Linked DNA regions of Oryzias latipes: region 2 is linked to region 1. Evidence: chromatin contacts called from public Hi-C data. All regions are on one chromosome and are shown on one strand. The core of a region is the stretch at or near the end of the contact, and the rest is flanking DNA. Distances in the headings are between cores, read along the strand shown. Region 1 holds the start of LOC101162592. Region 2 has its middle 51 kb from the start of opa1.

Evidence for each region. A called contact is a pair of places that touch in the nucleus more often than the background predicts.
Region 2: a Hi-C map of embryo shows a contact between it and region 1, with 1.7 times the contacts expected there. The contact joins the enhancer-like site here to the promoter of LOC101162592 in region 1. A contact is called at or near these places in 2 of 5 Hi-C or Micro-C datasets (embryo and fibroblasts).

What each region holds. Positions count from the first base shown.
Region 1 is chr4:12,668,854-12,676,217 of ASM223467v1, reverse strand. LOC101162592 reads left to right here and starts at 4,842. Exons shown (of 3, transcript XM_004067897.4): 1 at 4,842-5,641; 2 at 6,515-6,619; 3 at 7,019-7,364. The coding sequence starts at 4,948. The coding sequence ends at 7,092.
Region 2 is chr4:12,803,194-12,810,557 of ASM223467v1, reverse strand. No RefSeq gene overlaps it. Among protein-coding and RNA genes, the nearest start is that of opa1, 51 kb to the left of the region's middle. Within about 2 kb of position 3,642, at least 2 of the 8 cell types and tissues checked have an H3K27ac peak or open chromatin away from gene starts, as enhancers often do. A contact at or near this core is called in embryo, where this site is marked.

The sequences.
Region 1 (7,364 bases), core at 3,593-6,092:
CGCCGATCCAGAGCATCCCAAACATGCTCAATGGGTGACATGTCCGGTGGGTATGCTGGCCATGCAAGAACTGGGATGTTTTCAGCTTCCAAGAATTGTGTACAGATCCTTGCAACATGGGGCCGCACATTATCATGCTGCAACATGAGGTGATGTTGTTGGATGTACGGCACAACAATGGGCCCCAGGATCTCGTCACGGTATCTCTGTGCATTCCAAATGCTTCAATGAAATGTACCTGTGTTCTTCGCCCATAACATATCGCCCATACCATAACCCCACCACCACCATGGGCTACTCGATCCACAACATTGACATCAGAAAACCGCTCACCCACACGACGCCACACACGCTGTCTGCCATCTGCCCTGAACAGTGTAAACCGGGATTCATCCGTGAAGAGAACACCTCTCCAATGTGCCAGACGCCATCGCATGTCGGTTACGACGATGAACTGGAGTGAGGTCGAGACCTCGATGAGGACGACGAGCATGAAGATGAGCTTCCCTGAGACGGTTGCTGACAGTTTGTGCAGAAATTCTGTGGTTATGCAAACCGATTGTTTCAGCAGCTGACCTAGTGGCTGGTCTCAGACGATCTTGGAGGTGGACATGCTGGATGTGGAGGTCTTGGGCTGGTGTGGTTACACGTGGTCTGCGGTTGTGAGGCCGGTTGGATGTGCTGCCGAATTCCCGAAATCGCCTTTGGAGACGGCTTATGGTGGAGAAATGGACATTCAATTCCCTAGCAACAGCTCTGGTGGACATTCCTGCTATCAGCATGCCAATTGCACGCTCCCTCAAAACTTGCAACATCTGTGGCCTTCTGTGGCATCTGTGGCACTCCCACATCCGGGAAAACTTCAAACAGGTACAGAGGGAGGTTGGGGACATTGAGTCAGAGTGGACCATGTTTTACACTTGCATTGTCTCTACTGCTGCTTGGAGCTGTGGTCGCAAGGTCCCTGGTGCCTTGTCATCATGTGTTTCTGATTTATCATTTAGACAAGCAGTCATTCATTTCCTCTGTCGAACTGGTCTGTATCTTACGATTTGATTGAAACCTGTGGGGGGCAGCGTTCCACAATCTAGGGTACAGCCTGCCAGAAACTCTTAGAAGACGAAAAGTCTGACTGGTCTGTTTGAACCAGATACATTTTTACTTGAGGATCAAATATTTACCTCCATGAAATGCAAATAAATTTGTATACATTTTTTAAGTCAATTTCTTGATCATCTTTGTGATACTCTATCTCTCACTGTTAAAATGAATTTACTATTAGGATGACAGACTGTCTTTTTAAGTGAGAAAACCTACAAAATCACTAAGGAATCAAATTCTTACCTCCTCCAGTGTAAGTCTACACCCTTCAGCTGAAGAATGAAACATTTTGAGGAGTTTTTGTGCTCATATGAAGGATTTATTTTCACTAAACAAAGGCTTATGTGACAGTCCAGTACTGGTGCCTTTGGTAAAATTCCAGAGCTCTCTTTGTTTTATGTAGACTTTGTTACCACAGTTTGTATCATGTCATCTTTTGTTAAATAACAAACTGCTATAAGAAATGAGAGCTAAAATCTGTCGGTGCTTATTTGATATGTTATTTTTCACTTTTATCATCATAACTACAATGAATTTTTCTGATTTTACCTAAAAGATAAACAATAAATAAATAAAACTATATTTTCTTTCAAACATACATAATGGTCATGAAGTTAAGTCGATAATTGTTTCCAAATGTGTGCATTAGTATTAACATGTGAAACATTTCCCCTATATATAAAGAGCTTTATGAGAACAGTCAGCACCTGTGTGAAATATAAAACCTCTCATTCTCTGTTCATTCCTATTGTGTAGTGTATAACACAGAAGCATTGTCATTTTTCTTCCCAGAACCACCCTAGTTCTTGCTTACCTGCTCACTATGGCAAAGACTAAAGTTTGCTTTGGGGTTTTGTGGAGTTGTCTGAATTTTCTGTTTCTTGGAAGCGTATTCATTGGTAAGCAAGTCACTCTTAAAATGATCGATTATGTTTAGTCTGACCAGAAGGGAAAACAATGTATTTTGTCTACAAGATGTATAGTTACTAATAGAAATGTGTTTTCTTTGTATTCAATGCCATTTTACATTAGAAATTAAAAGTCGCATTTTTTTGTTTTTTGTTTCTTAAATTTTTTTAACAAGTCTGTGATTTGTTGTTCAGGAAGAAGTTGTTCTCTCATATTACTCTTGAATTCCTTTAAGTAATGAAACACATGAAAGTATCTTCAATAACTATTTTGCTCTTTGGGCACAATCGTTTTTGTGGGCGGTGTCACAAACACTAACAGTGAGGGTTTTTCAGAGTCTTTAATGTGATTTTTTTTCCATGAGACTCAACAGAGATTGACATGATATACTGGGACAATAAGAAGTACAATTAGTTGTTTTCATAATATTTTACAGTTTTCTATAGGCTATATTCAACCATAGCCAAACTGCACAGAATGGAAGTAACTCCATCAATGAAGTTCTAAAATATCTTCAAATACTAAACTATAAAATGTGCGAATTTTAGTTAAACAATAACTCCATTGTTTTTTAGTATGCCTGAAGATTTGGAGGGCAAAGATTAAATCTGCCAAATTGTCTTTCACAATCAGGGAATTCTGAGAACTGTGGATGTGAACCCTCAAAACAATTTAAATAAGACATATTTTTTTCAAAGATCCTTTATTACACACTTGTGACTTTTGCCAGAAACTTGCAAATCTTATTCCATTTGCAAATGTTTGAATGCACATATGTTAATGTGCACAAACACATTTGGAAACTAGGTGAAAGATGTAACCTCCGCCTGCAGCATGTGAGGCGGAGGTTATTTAAATGTGACCTGAATTGTGACACCTGAATTTATTTCAAGCTATGAAAAACATCCACTTTACAGGAATCAAGGGGACGAACCTCTCATACAAGGTCTGCAATGTTTGCACTACATCATTTTTACATTGCAGCTGTGCCACTGGTTTTATGAAAATGAAGGTAATAAACTAAGTATTGTATCAACAATTATTTATTAATGTCTAATGTTCTTTGTCATAGGAACACATACTTCCCTGCAGATTTCAAATAACATCAGTGTGACCGAACAAAATGCCAACAGAACCAGAAGGAGCTCTGAGTTGGGCTCTGCTGATCACGTGGACTCTCTGAGGATTCTGACTGCCTCTGATCTTTCTTCCCTCAGAGATTTGTTGTCAGAAAAAAAAATTACAGGTGCTGAAACATGTTCACAACACCCAGGAACAATGGCATGCAAACTAATTTCACATTTTCTGTAACTTTAATGCTGCAATTTTTTTTACAAAAATGCATATCAGGACACAAAGTCTTATTTGTTTTCAGTTTATGTTCTGCAATCTGATTAATCTCTTTGCAAGTACCTCAACTTAATAGACTTCACCTTCTAACGACGGTTAAGAAAATATTATTTTGTTGTTGCTTTTAGTTTTTTTTTTAAAGTAAAATCAAGCTTAAATATGTGGAGTTTAATAAAACTCCAGAATATTCCATGATTTATGCACACTCTCTGGCCACCTTCAATGACACATAATGAAGCATTTTGCAATTAGATTTGTTTTGGGGATTCAAGGCTATGTCAGGGAGACCCAGTAATGAGAACAAACATGTCAAGCGGGATAACTTAGATATGATATGCAGAGGTTTTGGAGCCCATGTGTCCTTCATCTGTCATATTTTTATCTTTTGAGAAACTGCAAATTCAGTCAATGAAGCTCTCAAAAATGAATGCATGATTCTGTTGCAATTATTTGCCCATGTCAAACTGTTTTTTAACAAAAGTTTGCAATTTCTTAGCTTTTTACGCATTATATTCAATTGTGGCTTGGCAGTTTGGCAAGTGTAAAAAAGTTTAAAATATTTTTTGTCCAAAAGCAAGAAGAATAAATATGTCTTTTTTTTCTAGTTCGTTTGGGTCTCCGTGTCTCTCTCTGGGGTCCAAAGGAGTTTCTCGTTCCTCAGCAGCTCATGCTCAACAGTGAGGTCAGTATTTTGGCACTGGTTTAAACTTTAAAACCAATGCAGAATCACCAAAACCATAAAACTTCTATTGCTCAATCGTAATTATCTTTCCATGTATAAATCTCTAACTTATCAAAATCAGTGCCAGACTTTACCATAATGAAGCAACGTAATGTGCAGATTTTGTGGTACTGTGAAAGTATCACACTAAGTAATCAGTGCTCCCTGGGTCCAAAGATCAGTGTCTGAAATCAGTGTATTGATACTAGTTAGACTTTATCATATATGTTTCAGTAAACATTGATAAAAACTGCTGCAGCTGAAGTTCTGAATTTCAGCACAGACGCTATGACATTTTAGACTTTTTCAGCATTTAATTACAGATCTGGCATGAGTGGATTAAAGGATTAGAGTCTGGAAAACTCAGCCCACTTGTGATGAGGGACTTAAGGGTGGAGGAGCTTTGATGTTAAAAAAAAAGCAACTCAACATAATTATCATTTTTGTCCTATTTTATAATTTTCTTCTTTTTTTATATTTCTTTTAGAAACCCGGACTGTACAAGACTGGAGAGACATCTGGGACTTTTTCCATGAAAATAATTGGAATAAAAAAAGTGACTCCCTAACGATGCAATATTTCGTCATTCCACAAATTAAAATTATAAATGAATAGATCTGATAATTAACGGTGTGCTAATTAATGTCAGGTTTATGACAGTTTTTTGTTATTGTTATAAACAAGTCTACCTGTTCATTAAAGATTGACTTCATCCCATTGGAACCTCCCATTTGAGCTGCTAGCCCCGCCCTCTGAACGCATCGACCAATCGGCGAGTCCTGTCTGCAGCCACACATCGACGTTCCCAGGAAGAGTCGCATGAATGTAGGTTACGAAAAGCTTCCTTTGCAATTTAAACGGCAGAAATGGCAGATTCAACGAGTTCGCCCGAAGAAGAGACAGAGTTTAGGGAGATGATAGCTCGGATCGGTGGTGAAGAGAGAATTTATCTGGTCGGTGAAGCGCGCCAAGGCGAAGCGACGGACGGAGATGACACCGGACTGGTCTTTCAGGAGTTCATCCGTGACATGTTTAACAAAAACGTCCCGGTGCTTAGCAAGAAACAGCCGCCGCGCCCCCATCACGCACATGAGAAGGACTGCAAAGTGGAGACCGGTAAAAGTAGTGGAGTGAAGTCCAAGGATGAAGGGTCAAAAGCGCACGAGGAGGAGCGGCCAACGAGCAAGTCAGCGAGCAGGGCGAACATTTACAGCAAAAAGCGGGCGATAGACTCCCGCATCATCGTGTTTATCTTCACGCAGACTTTTATCAGCCACGGCCCGAATGAAGGCTGTTTGATAGAGATCCTAAAGGACGTAAAGGCGCGCACAAAAGGCGCGTCAATCCCCCGGCCCGCTCTGATTGGATTAGTCCACACCACGCAGGAGAGCGCAGAGACGCACAGGTGCGCGCAGGTCCTGGAGAGTCTCCTGGGCGCAGTTTTCCACAAACATCCTTCTGAGGCGGTGTGGGTCGGCTGCTTCCTCCCGAAGACCGAAGCCAAAATTGTCAGCATCAAGAAAAATGCCTGCAAAGTTGTTTGCGCATCTCAGTCAGCAGGTGCAATAATACTTAAAATATATTGTGGAAAAACTGGTTGTTGGACCCATTGGCATAGAAAATCTGCATAGCTAAAATGATAGCTGATCTTTAGTCAGAGATGTGTGATAATACACTCTGGCATGTAGGTCAGGTTATGACACTCACAAGGCCACAGATTTTTTCTTTTTCTTTTTTTGTTCCCAGCCAAATACCTCTGAACAAAAGATGTATTCATTAAAGGAAAATGGGTTCTTAGACCGTGAAAGACAAAGAGTGGCTTTGAAATAGAAAAAAAGTACTCTGGAAATAAAATGTAAATAAAACAAGAGTGATACTTTTAATAGCAAATAAGGTATAACAGCTGACATTACAAATTTAAATCATTTTTTTAATCATTTTTTATTTAAAAGATTAACAGCAAAATCAGTTAGAAACTACTGATATCAAAATCCTATTTTACACAGCTTTCCCAAAGATTTTAAAAGTTTCTCAAGGAAAACATTTTTAATTAAAGTTTGTTTCAACAAGGACATTTACATGTCCATTTTCAAACCAGTTTTAAGTTGGACCTGCAATGGCAATGTTTCTGACAAGATTTATTTTTTTCATTAAGATACAGTTTAAGACAAGGCTTCCAGTGATGAAGATCACGTTGGTTCTCTGGTTGATGGTAAAAATCTGCAGATGGGCTGTTGCACCACAAAATCTGCCAACAGCTTCTTTAGAATGCTTTAATGTCCAGTTAAAGTTATTGTATAGATATTTGCTGATTTTGTCATTGAATGTCACTTTAATTTCAAAATGAGCTATTAATGTTTGCTATTTCAAAGAAGTTTCTGGTCCTTGAAACTGATCTGCCAATTTGTTGAATGTTCATTTTTTGCTTTTCAGATAATACCACAGATAAAAGAGACCAGCCTCTGTGTCCGTGCTGGTTCAGGAGAAGGGAATCCAGCAGAAAGAATAATAATAAATCTTCAACCTGTGAGCAGAAAGGTAGAAATATCCTTGCAGTGTTCAACTTTGCAGAGCCGGGCAAAAGGATTTACTTTCCTATTTGATGTCTTTTGATTTATTTTAACACTTTTTCTGCTTTTAATAACTAACTTGCTGCAGTTAGAGTACTGGAGCAGGGCATAATGCAACATGGTCAACAGTGGATGTTCAAAATAAATACAGTCCAATCTAGGTCACATGTAATGCTATAATATAGAAATTTATTGAAGAAGTAGAACAGATTCTTTGTATTTTGTTAATTTTTTTTTAATTAGAAGTGACACAGCTCAGATAAACCTTTGCAAAAAAGCAAAATTATATATCTAAATTTGTCAGAAGCTTTTTAATGTATTGTATAACATGTAGTTTCTCTAAAGTTCAACTTCAATTCATTTTCAGGTGAAACTGAAAACTCGGAAGAAGGAATCCCACTGAAAACCCATGTCATTTCTGCTGAAACTGATGTGAATTGATAGTCAGCTGATACGGATCCTGGGAAACGTGACTGGCTGCAGACCATCACTGTGGACAATCGTGTTTTCACTGTGAAAACTAAAAACCTTTTTAAGCTAACGTAGCCTTTAATTAGATTCTAAAAAGTTGGGTGGTGAACAGAAAACTTCCAAGCCTACTGCCTAGGGATTCCTGATGTTTACTTTTGATTACACAAAAGCACAATATCAGCTGATATTTTCTGACCTTAAAATTATCTGAATTTAGTCAGTTTAAACAGATAAAGTTTGGT
Region 2 (7,364 bases), core at 2,393-4,892, 140 kb before region 1:
AGACACGGATATTTATTTTAAAGAGCTCTACAAAAATATCGGTAATCATGTCACCATGTCTGGGTTCATGAGATCACTCAGAGATTCTCCCAGTACAGTGAACTTCACTCCTGATGTGTCTGAAAGATGGGGGCTTCCCCGGTCTTTTTGTCTGACCGCATTTGAAGCCTTGCTGTCCTGTATTAACCCAAGAGGGAAAACATTAAAACAAAAATAAAATTAGGGGACCTTTTTCATCATTGTTTCAATGAAAATAAGAAAATGTCATAAGATTCTGGAGGCCCGAGCAGGCTGCATCTTTAATGCCGCAGCGGCTCTCTGTCTCTCAGCAGCCAGCATAGTGAGCGTGATTGCCCCAGCTCCAATGACCCTGTGACAGTCTGTCTAGGGAGTACCTGTGTACCTCCAACAGTAGTCAGGATGGGCTCTGGCAACACTGTTACCCCGAAAGGGATAAAGCGGGTTAAGAAAGTGGATGGAAGTTCAGGAGGAGAACTACCAGATCGATCCACCATATTGGTTTTATGTTTTACCTGGCCACTGAAAACGTCACATGCCCAAAGTTGAGTCCCTGATTGGTTGACGTGACGCAGCAACCTCAGCATTGTTGACATATTTTGACTGTGGCCGCGCAGCTCCAATCCCGCTAATGCTAGACCTTTGTGCCACACCCATTGCTCAATTCATGCTGCAGGACCTCATATTGCATTTGTAACATTGACTTAATATTGAAACTGGCCCGTCACAAATCGTGTTCAGTGTAAACACAGATTTAGATACGACCATGAGTCATTCTAGAACTAAAGATTTTGTATCACCTGTCAGTCTAAAGAGCACACCTCCTTCTGTGCATCATTTCAAATTTTAAAAAATAACATAGTAAAGTTTCTATCACATCTCTCTGATAATTTTTCTGGCAACAGAAGGAAAAACATTTTCTGAATGCGAATGTGTTGAAAAGTTGGACGAGAGCTTAAAATTCTGGTAAACAGGAGTGACTTGTTTCTGCTACAACCAGTGTTTTTGGTGAAATTATGTGGCTCCAGTTACATTAGTTACATTTATTCTTAATGTAAACTAAAAAGTTAACTTTTTTTGATGCTATCAGGAAAGCAGAACTTGATTTTAAAAATGTAGCTCATTCAGACATTTATTTGTCATGTATAAGAAGATTTTTACTCTCAAAAAACATGCAAGTAGTTTGAACATTGATGGACAGGTGATCTTTCCAGTCTATGTCTCTGTGGATTACTCTGCAGCTTTATACATCATTCATTGAGTGAGTATTTTTTTAAATAAAATAAACATGATTCTAATATTTCTAAAACGTTTCCACGGCATCCAAAAGAGTCAAAGAAATAATGCGGTAAATGGTGTGGCTATGCAAGATACTTACAACCTTTTAAAAGTTCAAACCGCATGTTCAGATAAATATTCATATCATGGCTTCTTGTTTTCTTTACTTGTTGAGTTTTGAATGTAAGATGTTATTTACTGTTAGAAAAGAAATCCACGTTTTGCATGTTTGCCTCAGACTTCACTTTGCTGTGAGGAAATAAAGAAAAAACTGATCAAAAGAAAAGTTCCTGGTAACATTTTAGATAAAAAAAACAACCAAAAACCTTCATGTTTGGGTTTATGAGAGCAGCTTTTACTTGATAATTCCTCACCACAACTGACAACTAGCTCACTTGGTACGTGAACTTGTCCTTCCATGTGGGGATTTCCAGAGCTCCAAATTAACTGTTCTCTGCAGTCAGCTCCATCTCTCATCTCTGTGACTCCCCTCAAAGCTCTGATGAATAGCAGTGGCAGTTTGCGGTGGCACTGGCTGAGGTATACTTAAGACCTTCCTCACATGCTTAAGGCCCACATCCTTATAAAACATTTTTGCCACTTAACCCCCCCTGTTTTTATGACAAAAATTTCCTGGTTCACATTTTACAGTTCAGGTGCTGAAAGCAGCTCTAAAGCAGGATACGAGAGGCCATGATTTACACAAAAGAATTAATTTATCTCTGTTTAAAGCAGTACAAGAAAGACACTGTCCATTCCCATGACAACATGAAGGAAAACATGCACTTCCTTGCACTGTGCACCCAAAAGCTGCCCAACAAAACCTTTAATGTCATAGCTCAGTGACTGCTCTTTGTGAGTGTGGCAGCACACTGCGAGCCACACAAAAACTCAAAGGCAAAATGGATTAGAATATGAGAGAAAAGATGACTGAATCAAACCCAGTGGATTGGAGGAGATTAGCTGAGGGGATTAAAGGAGAAATGACACACTAATTACTTTTTAGGGGCCGAATTTGAGTTTAAAGGCTATTTCTTTAGGTTTGTGAATGCAGTATAGATGTTTTGCGTTTGAGATTGTTCCCTGCTGAATTAAATGAAGATGAACATGGGAGATGTTTTATGTATTAAGAGATGCTCCTCCAAGGTTTCTTTGAAGACTTTTTTGGAACTAATGTAATTTAAAAAATAAACCTTAAAAATGTTATAGTTTATGTTGGTTTAATTGAATGTGTCTAATTAGAAGTATTTTTAGCTGAAATTGAGCACTTTTGTAGGAACAAAAGACTATAATTGAAAACTTACTCCGATCATCTAGTCTAGTGATTAAAAGTGTTCCCAGTGATATTTTAGTTATGATTATGATACTTTTGGACCAAAAAAAACCCTGTATAGTTTCTGCAGAGCAGCAGTAGTTCATTTGAAATTTTCCTCTTGTCTGTTGGTGCAGAGTAAACCTGTCCCCATTTCCCATCATTGCTTTGTTTGCACTCTCTACCAATAGATTACAGCTCCTCACAACCCCATCCTAACATTATTGGTGCAACAAAGATGGCGCACAAGATTGGAACTATTCCAGCTGTAGAGTTTTGATCCAACTACAAGCTTTTTCCAATGGCATTTTTTCTTCTGCACCTGATTCACAGTTAGAACAAAAAAAACTGCTCAGAAATGCAATTTTAATCTTAATTTTCTTAATATATGTCCTCCATTAAAATGTTACAAGGGATTGTTAAAAACACCCAAAACACAATTTTCCTTGCAGCGGGTCATTAAAGATGATGTTAACTACTTGTTGGATTGTACTTGAGTACTATACTCCATCCTGTCCTGTTTGTGAGGAATTCCAGCTTAACTCAAAAGTGTGAAAGAAAAGTCAGCCGATCACTCAGACTTGCAATTTGACTTTTTGTTACCTCTAACCTTGTGGTCTGAAAGCTTGTCTCACTGTTAATTATTTGACCAAACTAAGGTCGACGATCTTGGAGGACGTCCCATCTTCAGTTTGCTCTGCTCTCCAGGTCTCCAATTAGGCTTATAAAAGGCCCCAGCAAGAACAGCAGAGACAAAGGAGGAGAAAAGAGTGGCCAAAAGAAAAACAAGACACAACAATAAACCTGGTGTCCATGTGGGGGGAGGACACCCACATCAACGCCTCCTCCCATCCCTAACAAAACTGGTGTTTTCCAAGCTGGAGCTGTCACTGTGGAAACCTGGAGCTTCTTTCGTTCATTTCATGCGTTCACTTCCCTTCCTCCCTTGCGTTTTTTCTCTCAACACATGCATCCTCCCTCCCCCACCACCACCACCACCGAATCCCCTCCTTCGCCCGCCCCTCCATTCACGCCCTCCCTTCTTCCTGGGCTAAAACAAAGCATGGATCTGAAAGGACTCTGAGGTAGGTAAATGTATTCAGTGACACTGGCCGGATGATTCCATTCTGTGCCAGCCCTGTAACATTTGTTTCAGGCCTTGTCCGAGGGCAGGGACGGCGTGTTGGGCCTTTTGTCCCACGCGCCCTCTGCACAGCCCTGCAGTTAATGGTGGTCTTGTCCTAGACTGCTGGACCAGAAATCTGCAGCCCCACAGGACAGGCGGAGATGGGGAAATGGAAAGAAACAGGGAAAACTGAGGTGGATTAGGGAGCTGTCAACAAGTGAGAGCTGCTCAGTTTCCTTTCTTTTCCTTTCCTTTCCTTTGCTCCATCATAAAACCTTCTCATCTAGTTTTTGGATCTGTATGAGTGACAGGCCATCCAGCCAAAGGCCCAGGTGCTTGTGAAAAGGGTGAACTTGATCACTGGTGGGGGTGGAACTGAAGGCAGAAACCCTGCTGATGTCGGTCTGAAGAGGGCCCCCAGCGTTTAGCAGAGAGGGTCTCCTCGTTTTCACAAACAGCTGCTTAAGAGAGCATCTTCAATCTAGTTTTGTGTGACTCGCTCAGGGAGGGTTGAGTGGACTTCAGGGCTAAGAACTCCTCACTTGACTCTGGTAATCTGCTGAACACTAAAGGACCTGAGACCTCAGTGAGATGCAGCTGCAACCCTCTGTTGTGTTTCACATCAAGTTATTGCGTTCTTTTTGTCCAATTAATTTCATGAGACAGAGGGAAAAAGTATGGAAAGTTAAAAGAGTGAATTCAGTATCATTTATTGTTTCTCCTTCTAAATGTGACCTCTTTCCTTGAGTTTTCATTTGCTGTTTAAACATTCAACCTTGGATAAATCAATTCTTTCCAAAGAAGTTTACCCACTGATCTACATTCATTTAACCATTTTCAACATGATAAATCTGAGTAATTGAATAAAATTCTCCTGATCAATCTATGTTTTTAAACTCCCTCCAACATTGAAAGGCTTGGCTGCTGTTGTTCTAGGAGTCCCAGCATTCCCACCAGAGCAATTGTGTCTTTGTGTAAGTGTGGGTGCGTATATTCATAAGAGCAAAAACCCAAATCCTCCCCCTTCTCTTTTGGAATTCTGCAACAAAATCAGCTCTTGTATTGGGGGCCACCACGACAAACAGTGTATGAGGGGATTAGTGGCTCCTTGACCACTCCTTCAAACACATACCCAGAATGGCCGCCTCGATTATGACCATTAGATGCCCAGAAAATGAGAACGACATGAAAGAGTGGGGGACACAGGGTTTTTCCCATGGTTGAATTTGACCACACGTCCAGCAAAAATGAATCTATAATCCAGAAACCAACAAAGACCCGAGTGGAGGCCGTCCTGGAGTGTTGTGCTTGCTTGCTGGGAGAGGCTTTATGTTTCTATTGCTTTCATTGTGCATGGAAGTGCCATAATAATGATTCAAGACTTTAAAGGCTAGATTAGAGTGAGGACAAGGGCAGCTTAGTGAGTGAAGTAATTTTAGGGGCAGTTGAGCTGGTTCACTAATGGGAAAATTCCTCAGAAAAGGATGCAGGATTTTGGTCTGCTCGGTCCTGGGATCAAATCAGTGCTTTCAATGAGAAAATTAAGTTATACACATGAAATGTATGCACATACTCGTCCCACTTCTGAGGACTCCGCTCACTCTTAGGCTGCTGTCAGCAGGCAGGCCAACATTGAGCGCTGTGTTCAGTGAAGCTGCAGGCGCTGCAAGGTGATCCTTACTATCTGGGGCACCTTTACTCAGAAGGTGAAAGTGCTGGGAGGCAGAGGGCCTTTATGTGGCTGCTGTCTATTCACCAAATGGGGAGGAGCGCAAAGAAGACCTGGAGATCTGAAAAAAAGAGGAACACATCTGACAATAGCTGCGTTTACATGGACAAAAGTAAACGGAATGAACGCCTGTTCAGAATAAAAATGCGTCCCGTAAAGATCCCATTCGGAATACTCTGCCCCAATCAGACTCATTCGGATCAAAATTTCTTTCCGATCGAGATAGGTGGGTTATGCCGATTGTTGATCCGATCGTGGTGCATATAAACAGTTTATTCTGATTGTGGGTCACTACTGTGCTGGCTTTGCGTCATGCATAGACGGTGTAGCGCTCCAGAGAAAGCTTAGGAGCGCGAACAGCTCCACCCATGCGAAGAAGCATGTTTCTGAGCAGAGCAGCCGGACTTGTTGCTTCGTGTTTGCGGTGCTGCCAAGAAAAAAAGCACGGATTTAAAAAATTATGAGTAAACAAGCACTTAATTATAATCATAACAATCAAATATATTTTGCACATGTAACCCCAACTTATGTTGTAATCTCACAACAGCAACGATCAGTCAAAACCTCCTAAATGTGTTCAAGTTTGAGTTCATTTTCTACCTAAACATTTATTCTCTAAGAAATTTGACTTACCTAAAAAATGTATGCACCAACATAAAGGCATGATGAAAATCTGTAAATTAATTACAGATTAATAGTAATGCCTAAAATTTTATGAGAATCAATCTACAAAGTGAAAAAGGTTTTACAAATACTAAAATATGTTTCTTAGAGTTCAACTCTGATTATAATTGTGCTATTGGTGTTCTTAACAAGTTCTTGTGGCATTTTTCTCATGATGGAGGACATATATGTAGAAAATTAAATGTATTCACAACTCAAATCCTTTCATTGATGAATGACATTTGTAAATCTGCTACAGAATGGTTACAAACTAGGGTCCAGATTGTTGATTGCCTTGTATTTTAATTTATGCTGAAAGTTTTTTATATTTTTTATATATGTATACATTCTTGTTTTGTTTTTGTCTTTTTTTATCTTTGTTTTTGTGAAGAGCTGTGCCTTGCAACATTGTGTGGTTGTGTCTGCGAGAGTTTTGTAATGATTATATTTCAATAAAAAAATAAAAAAATATATGTAGAAAATTCTTTATTCGTTCTGAATCAGGAGCAGGCAGAAAAATCCCAATGGGAAAAGCTTGTAAGTGTGACACACACATTACTATGGCTAGCTCCAAGCTCCCTGCTCCGCGCAATTCTGATGTGTTCCCACGCAGTAAGATAGATTCATGTACGTCTTTGTTTTTCTTGTCTGAGCTGGCATCTGGCTCAAAATTGTACAGCTGGATGGCTCAATTATAGCTCGCTGTTTTTGTTGTACCAATAATGTTAGCTTGGTGATGTGAGAGGCTGTAAGTTGGCATTAGAGCATGTAAACAGATGGATGATGGGAAGGTGGCAGGGTTACTCATTCATTCATCTTCTGCCGTTTTGTCCCTTCGGGGTCACAGGGCTGCCAGAGCCTATCCTGGCCACTTGTGGGCGAAGGCAGGGGACACCCTGGATAGTTCGCCAGTCTGTCACATATCACACACACATTCACTCTCACACTCACACCCACACCTAGGGACAATTTAGAGTTGACCTATGACCTATGAAGACCTATGAAGCATGTTTTTGGACGGTGGGAGGAAGCCAGAGACCCCGGAGAAAACCCACGCATGCACGGGGAGAACATGCAAACCCCACACAGAAAGGTCCCCCATTGATGTTCTGTTTCAGGGCCCCCAGCCGGACTTGCTCTGAGACAAGAGCGCTAACCACTGCGCCACCGTGCAGCCTGGCAGGGTTACTGTGCTTCACAAAAACTTTGTCCTAGAAAACAACAGGTTTTTTGATTTT